Regions from separate parts of the Mus musculus genome. Here region 2 is linked to region 1. Evidence: chromatin contacts called from public promoter capture Hi-C data. All regions are on one chromosome and are shown on one strand. The core of a region is the stretch at or near the end of the contact, and the rest is flanking DNA. Distances in the headings are between cores, read along the strand shown. Region 1 overlaps Bckdhb (branched chain ketoacid dehydrogenase E1, beta polypeptide). Region 2 overlaps Bckdhb (branched chain ketoacid dehydrogenase E1, beta polypeptide).

Region 1 (4,231 bases), core at 642-3,141:
GGCGGGGGGGGGGGGGGGGGGCGCGGGAGGGGCAGATAAAATTTTTGTGAAATAAAATTTTTGATGAAAGATAGCTTTCCACAGATGCAAAATATGTTTGTTTACTGATTGATCAGAAAACTAAAGTACCCAAATTCCTTTCTAGAAGGCCATTTCCTCAAGTGTATCACAGAGATGGACCATTTACCCCATATTTTACAATTGGTACTACAAACACAGCTAAAATAAAACCAAAAATGGGCCTGCGAGATGGCTCAGGGGAAAAAGCGCTTGTTGAACAAGCCTTGCCACCCAAATTTGATCCTGGGCCCCATATGAAAAGAGAAAAACAACTCTATAAATTCCTCTATCTGCTGCCTGCACATCAAGGTACATAACACAATACCATACACGGCCCCCTCCCCACTCCTGCAAAAAATAAAATAAAATCATACAAACCACACTAAAAATATATTTTTAAACTAATATTATTTGAGATGTTTTTGCAAGATTACTACCTTCCCAACACAGTTTTTACTGCTCTATGCCAATAATATCCATAAACCTCTGTGCGAGGGCTTAATGTAACCAATGGCAAGGAACCTCACTGCCTTTTCGGGGTATTCCAAAATAACAGCATACAATCTCCTTCCAGGTCATAATAGACCTCAGGTCACCAGACAAATTGTCCTGAGAGGCCTTCAGCGAGTCAGGTCACCTATCACTTTAAAAGTCACTTTAACTGAAAAAAGGCCACTAGGTACTGAGAGGGTGTTTCAAGAACATCATGAAGAACCTGGAAACCAGGACACTTACCTACCAGCTGAAAGGAATGGGGACAGCAAAGGCCTCCCTCACTCAGAGGGGATAGCCCACCTTCAGGGACAGGTGATATCAGAGCCCCAGAAAGACTCTCAATGTGAATTGTACACACACTGTCATTTTCCAACATGCCTCACAACAAATGATTGCACAGTACTGAGTTAATTCAGCCCTCCACGTCCTAAGCAAGAGCATCTCATCTGCAACACTCTCACCCTCCTTTGCTTACGGGTTATTAAGTTAAGCACTGCAATATATGGCCTCGTGAGTACAACTAACCATCAGGATGGCTACAAAGTGACCAAAAGGTGGGAATAGCACCTATAGAATGAATAAGCTTACAAGAGTGTGATTCATGTCCCAGGAGGGACAGAAAAGGGACAGTGTGCAATTTCTCCACGCTTATTCAGAATGGTACACAATTTAAATGGATTATTTCTGGAATTTTCCACTTAATAATTTCAGACTATGAGTAACTGAAGCCACAGAAAGGGAAAGTAAAAATGCAGATAATGGGGATGGTGGCTATGCCAAGGACACAGAAAAGACAATAACTACGGGGTCTGGAAGATGTGCACACATTTGCATGGAAGCTGTACAGAAACAAAGGCTTCTAAGAAGGAAGTGTAGAAACAGGTGAGAAAATACGTTTCAACTCAAAAACAACAACAAAACAAAATAAACACACACACACAAAATCCCTCTAGCAGGAGGAACTGCATGACAAAGGAACTGGCTGCCTCTTTTATAGGAACAGGCAAGATGGCACAGCTCAAAAATCATTTGTGGGGACATCATACTTCAGGGCTCTGGAGCTACATTTCCTTATTTCCCAATACAATACCGTGCAAAACAACCTAGCTCCCTGATTCCGTGATAATGAGGTAGTCTTAAATTTTTATGGTGGTGTACAGTATGGAAAACAAGTACTTCTTATACAGATAATAAGGCGTCATACAACCCCATGCTGCAGCCTGATTAAAATGCACAGACAAAGGAAGGAATTGAGCCAGCTCTCTAATGCATGTGATAGGAGAGAAAGCCCCAGGAGAGCCCTCTGAACTAAAGAGGAGGAAGCATGAGAGGCTACGAACGCCAGGCGCTCTACAGAGGCTCCAGGCTGCTGGGGTCTGGAAGCAGAAGCGCAGGTCGGTCATGCATCTCAGCCCCCACAATGAGCAAAAAGCCATGGGAAAGGCTGGCTTGACATCGCAGTTGTGAAACCTTTCTCAGCTGCCAACATTTTTCAGTCACATGAAAAGTAGGGTTGTCAGGCTTCCTTAAAATTCCATTCTTCAAAATAAGCCTCTCATCATCCCTAGAGAGACTAATTAAAAACACAAACCCGCGTTCCCAACCAGCCATCCTCCGGCTCACAAATACTAATGAGAAACTAGACGGGAAGATAAAAGGCTATTTAGCAGATTAGTCAATCGCCCTCCGCCCTTTGGTTCTACAAGCCAAGCTCCCCTTGGAAGAAGTTAACTACGACACAGACGTGTGTCTCCAGTCATTCACACCAAGAAGCGCCATTCTGCGGCCAGGCACAGGGACTTGTAAGGACGGAGACTGAGACAGCCAGTCTGTCTGTCACACCTCCCTCGACATCTCAATCAGCACAAAGTGAAGGACTAACCCTCCCTCTCATCTCTCCTCAGCTCTAAAGAAAAGTTTGGAACATGCAAAGTAAGATTAATATAAAATTGTATGAGAACTAGCAACACACAGAGGTCTGTTCCAGCTAAAACTCTTCAGCAGCTCTGAGACTAAAAGAATAAAAAGGAAAAAATATGAATATATAGTGCCAAGGAACTAATGATGGCTACTGGGGAAAGACTATTTGATTCAAGGTTATATCCCTCTTCATGCTTCAGAGATAGCCCGAGGCTCATGCACCTATCCATGTCACTAAGTGGCTTTAAAATCACAGCGCTTTTAGTTGGGAGGGAAGGGCAGGGCTGAAATGGGAGGAAGTAAAGAAGATATGCAGGTAGATTTGATGAAGATATCATATGCAGGTATGATATTCTCAAACATCAAATGGTGGGGGACGAAGAGCCAAGGGAAAGAGTAATTTTATTACTTTCTAAATCTGATGCAAGAAATTAGACACTAATAAGAAATACCCAAACAGCAACCGGTTAATGGCATCATTAAGACTATTGCAACCAAAGGGAAATTAATGATTAGAAGTAAAACAACTAGTACCTTGCAGGAACCCAGAAAAATCTGTTTATGTAGCACTGTAGGGAAAGGAGCTGAATTATCCAACATACTTGACCTGTCACCCCACCCATACCATTAAGGACACACGCGCACCTCCCAGGAGGGAAATGAACCTCTGCGTGGCGAGCACGCATTTACATCAGGTCTAGCCATAGGAGCACAGTAGGTGTCTGCTTGTCTTCTGTACTAAATGAAGATAAAGAGCTATGGTTTGAAAACAATTAAAAATGCTGACACCTTTTTCATACATGTTTTCCCCATAGGGTCTCACTCCATCTCCTATCAGCAGCAGCTATCAATACATCAGCTCAGCTCTGGGTCCCCTCGTGTGGTCAGCAGAATGCCCCTTCATCTTCTTATGTGTAGCTTTCAATCTAATGTGGGCTCCAAGTACAGAAGTCGGCTAGGATCCTACATACAGCAAAAGCTGGTGGAACGAGACCGGGGGAGGCTTTCTTCCCCTACAGAAGGAGTGTGTGCTCTTATGCAAGGGCTTTAACCACAACTCCTTCAACGTGCCTAGAAAGCTTATGTTCTACCTTCATCATAATTCTTTGCTCAATGCTAGAAAACTGAGAATCCAAGAAACCTCATCTCTGAATAAATAGAAAGTTTAAATATCGAGATATTTAAGAAAGCAAGTTCTGAGCTGGGTGTGGCAGTACACTCCTTATAATCCCAGTTCTCAGGTAGCAGAGGCACAAGAATCACCTAAAGTCAAGGTCATCCTAGACTGTAGTTGGCTCCAGACCAGCCAGAACTACACACAGCAAGCCTGTCTCAAAGGGTCACAGAGACGATGCACAGAGTAGGAGAAAAATGGACGAGGAGATTAGAAACCACAACACACAATGATACCTGCTCCCAGAGAGCTGGAAGCAAGGAGTCTAGGAATAACATGGGCTGACAGGCAGGTTGGAAAGCAATGAGAAGCCACTCAGGAGAAGGTCCCCAGAGGAAAAAGCCTGTCAGCTGTGGTTTCCAAGACTCGACTAATCTCAGCTCCATCCGGAAAGAATGTGAACCTCTGTTTTAATGTGGTTGTGCTCTACCTACAACACTGAAAAAAAAATAGCCCTTGTCAGATTGGTGAACGATAACAGCTAGCAAGGAGAGGGCTAAAGACACACTGCAAATAGAGAGAGGACACCTGCATAAAACAAGCCTCTTGTCTGCAGCCTTGGATCTGACCACAGCTGTGACT
Region 2 (4,231 bases), core at 548-3,047, 75 kb before region 1:
AGAAAGTAGGCCTGGGATATTTTCACTCCTTAGTAATGCCTAAACACCCTCTCCTTCATGGAATAGATGCTGCACTGTTGCAACAGCAACCCTGCCTCCTGAGTAACTTTCCTAGTTTCCCCAAGCCAAGAACAGATGTACAAACACATACCTTCCAAAGAAAGTAAGGAAAGAGAAAAGGAAGGGAAGGAAAGAAGAAGAGGAAGAGGAAGGGAATTCGAATAGGGAAAGAAAGGGAAAGAGGAGGGGAGGGGGAAGATATGGGGGAAGGGAGCAAGGGGAAATGAAAGGGAAGGGGAAGAGAAAGGGACCATATCGTTGCTTTCTTAAAAGCCCTTTTGATCTAATTTTGTTTCTTGCTTTCCTCTATCCTGCTATGGTCACATGGTGCACCTTCCAAATTCAGCATAAATGCCCTTCTCCAAGACACCGTCCAGTAACTTGATATTGATTTTTTTTAAAAAGAATACATCTATTTTTTTTCAATTATTATTACTCATATTCAACAAGCCTGCACTGTAAGATCCCTCTGTGTCCCTCCCTGTATGTACAGGAACATCTAAGGAGCATGGAAAAGGAAGGAAATTCCAAAGGAGGGGTGCAGAAGGAAAAGGGGGACAACCAGATGGCCACCAGATCAGCCACAACCAGAAGACAGCTACAAGTGGTTTTCATATTTTACACATCTATATCTTACACAATCCATTCGAGTGGCTATAGAGCTGTACGCTGTTCTCAAGGCTCCTGCGTGAGGAATCTAAAGGTATCATCAGAGATGAATCATGGGCCTGCTGATAATTCAAACGGCAACAGCGATGACAAGAGGAAGTGAGGGGGCACAGTGGAAATGAACAGATCGCATGCATTTGTAATTTGGGGGCAATTGCTCCATTTGGTTAGAAATATAAGAATGAAACCCCAAAATGTCTACTTGAGAAAGTCGAGAAAACTAAAGTGAGGAGCTTACAATTAAAAATACTACTCTATGGTCTGCAGCTAAGTGGACTCGTTTCTTGGCTAGCAATCGAATATCCTTTCTCTACCAGGAAGATATATATATATATATATATATATATATATATATATATATGTATATATTTACTACCGTAGCCAGTGTCCTAATGACAATGTTACTCTCCCATTTATTCATACTACTGCTTTCCTTTCTCAATGTTCTCTCGCTCGGTGCTGAGTTTTTAATGATTATCTATTATAAAGAAAAAGACTCAAAACCAAGTAACCTAGCAACGCACACAGAGATCATATGTTTAATGCCGCCTGCTGTTCTTGTGGAAGAAGTAAGGTTCGACCATGCATACACACTGACATTCGAGTGCTTTACTGAGTGGCCAGAGGAAATCCATTCTCTCTCGTGGATCCCCTCAGCCTTCCAGCTGCCAAGGCCGGCTACAATGTAGCAAACTGTGAACTGAGCTCCTCAGCTTGCTTGCTACCTAAAAAATTCAAGGAAATTATGAAGTAATCAAAAAATGAAGGCAAGCCTGAAGCAGAACATTTTCTATGTGCCCAGTTACACCAAGTCACTAGGTCATGCTTGTTTTCTTCAGCATTTACAAATTCTGATTTATGAAAATTCTGGTGTTTGGAAATTATCTTATTTGGTCTCTGGCTATGCACAGATTTCTGAGGCCATTTAAGTAATTTACAAATAGCTTTCCATTCATGTTGCGAAAATATGCTTCTTTGTGCAGAAGGCTGACAACCATCACAGCATCTTCGACTGCACGGCTATCACTGTATAGGGAAACAGGAAGCAACTACGTAAGTAATGGTATGGCTCTCCCTCACCCAATCAGTCCCCTCTAGTGTGGGCTCACTAAGGCAAACAGGACGGCGAAGGTATTCACACTGCGGGCAAGGAAAGCATAGATGCCCTAACATCACCTCAGACGAATTAGCGCTGGGTCTCATCAGCAGAAGGCACACCAGCGCCCAAGGTCTGGCAGCCGGCAGGCATGCAGCAATAAATAATGCCTTGCCAGAGAAGTCTGAATTCTCACTTAGCTTCACATGGCTCAGGCTGCGGGAACAACAGAGATGTAAGAGTCTTTAGCCCATCCATACGGGTAAGGAAAGTTTCGCGGGAGCGAAACAGAAAGCACTCCAGCCCTGAATTCCTGGCAAAACCTTATATTCAGATTTTCAAGGTTTCAACATTAAAGTGGTGGAGGAAGGGAGGGAAGGAGGAGGGCAGGAAATACGAATGACTAGAGAGTAAAGTCTCTATCGCGCCCAGATCACAATGCAAATAAAAAGGAGTGTACTGGGAAAATAATCTTAGTGCCATAACTAAACGGGAGGGGGAAGGCACACCCTGGGGAGACTGTATAGAAAGTACAGAGACGGTGGAGAAAGCAGTCTCTCTTTATGAGAAAAGGCCATAAAGTTTAATAAAAACTTCCATAGTTAAAGGAAGGAAAATATAATGTCTGGGGCCTAAAGCAGAACCCCCCTTTTGTGGGTAGGTGAGAGTCTCTGGGAGGTGTAAGATGTTAGCAAAAAGCAAAAAGCAGGCACAGAACACATAGAGGCAAACATTTATAAGCCACAAATCTAACAAAGTTCTTACGTTACAAAACTCTCGGAACCTAGCTGAAAAACAAGAAAAAAAAAACATAAAAACAATTGGAAAGTGGAAAAAAAATGTTAGGAGCAGAGAAAATACGGATGACCAATAGTCACATGAAAAGATGCTCTCTACTCAGTGAGACATTAGTATGTGTGGATGTATAACTGGTTGTGTGTGTGTGTGTGTGTGTGTGTGTGTGTGTGTGTGTGTGTAGAGACAGAGGGGGGAGGGGAGAGTATGAATGGAAACATTTGCAAACATACATTTCAGCACTTTCTTATACAACTAAATATCCACTTCCCATGACTCTGCAGTCCAACTCTTGGGCAATTATCCCAGAGAAATGAAAAGTTTTGTTTACACAAATAATATGTACACCAACGTTCGTGCCAGCCTTTCAAATTCTTCATAGACTTTCTCAATTGAGATAAAGAGCTTATAGACTCTATTTAGGGATGTAGAGATGGTTCTGTGGTTAAAAACATTTGACTGTTCTCCAGATGCCCCAGGTTCAATTCCCAATACTAACCGAGTGGCTCACAACTGTCTTTAACTCCAATTCTAGAGAATCTGATGTGCTCTTCTGGCCTACATGGGCACCACGCATGCAAATGGTGCACAGACATACAGTCAGGCAAAACACCCACATACATAAAAAACAATAACAAGACATCATTTTTTTAAAAAAGTTTTTCTATATAGGAACTTCATTCTCCTATAAATTGGCAGCAGACAATAGATATGTCTGTCAGCAAAGGTGCCAGGTGCTGCAGCAATTGGGACCTTGTAAAGCAATGAAGTTCACAAGATGGATTCTTAAGACATAGCACCCAGTGCTATCTCTGATACAGTAAAGTCAAATTTGGTATGCATGTTAGATTTAAAAAAAACATTCGAAATGCCTCTGATTAATACTAACAAACACAGTTTTTTTTTCCCCTGTATGTTCTTCAAAACTTCCCCTTGTTAAAAAGTACCAATAACTCTTTATATTGGATGTGCATTACTGTAATGTAATGGGCAGTGCTGGTTGGCCACAGAGAAACCATAATCACCCCACTCCCCGGGGATTCTGAAGGAAGCTGAAACTTCCCCCAACCCAAGGGTGGGTCTGAGGTGACTTAGCATCAGCATTTTCACCCTTCAGCACTGGCTCAGGTCCTTCATGGTCAAATCATGATGAATCTAGAACTCTGGCTCAGAACTGATAAAGCCATGTGGCCAGGCTTCTGTACAGAAGGGGACATCATTCCAGCCAAGCAGTGGCCGATAGAGTGGGAAAGCATCTTCACCAATCATACATCAACAGAGGACTAGCGCTAAGAATGAGAATACGCAAAGAACTGCCCCTCCCCCCAAATCCAACTGAGAATAAAAAAAATACAATTTAAAAATGAGATCTAGACCTAACCTGAGAGTTCTCAAAACAATGAAATACAAATGACAGAGAAAAAGTCAACCTGAGCCATCAGGGAAATGGAAATTAAGACTACTGTGAGATTTCTTCTTATCCCAAGCAGAATGGCCAAGATCAATAAAAGAAATAATAGTGCATGCTGTGGAGGAAGTGGGAAAGGGGAACACATATTCATCGATGGTGGAGGTGCAAACTGGTATGGGCCATGACGGAAATGAGTGTGG

The links. Capture Hi-C pulls out chosen DNA fragments and counts their contacts.
Region 2: a contact with region 1 is called in a promoter capture Hi-C map of adipose tissue. The contact joins two enhancer-like sites. A contact is called at or near these places in 9 of 484 Hi-C or Micro-C datasets (the Ba/F3 cell line, the G1E-ER4 cell line, the N1E-115 cell line and 6 more), 1 of 115 datasets of contacts at active chromatin or transcription factors (fibro-adipogenic progenitors) and 2 of 9 other capture datasets (adipose tissue and pancreatic islet).

Annotation. Positions count from the first base shown.
Region 1 is chr9:84,030,856-84,035,086 of GRCm38.p6, reverse strand. The region is part of intron 8 of Bckdhb (branched chain ketoacid dehydrogenase E1, beta polypeptide); the gene reads right to left. Among named protein-coding and RNA genes, the nearest start is that of Gm46124, 8.2 kb to the right of the region's middle. Within about 2 kb of position 1,891, at least 70 of the 459 cell types and tissues checked have an H3K27ac peak or open chromatin away from gene starts, as enhancers often do. A contact at or near this core is called in adipose tissue, where this site is marked.
Region 2 is chr9:84,105,302-84,109,532 of GRCm38.p6, reverse strand. The region is part of intron 9 of Bckdhb (branched chain ketoacid dehydrogenase E1, beta polypeptide); the gene reads right to left. Among named protein-coding and RNA genes, the nearest start is that of Gm26146, 81 kb to the left of the region's middle. Within about 2 kb of position 1,797, at least 37 of the 459 cell types and tissues checked have an H3K27ac peak or open chromatin away from gene starts, as enhancers often do. A contact at or near this core is called in adipose tissue, where this site is marked.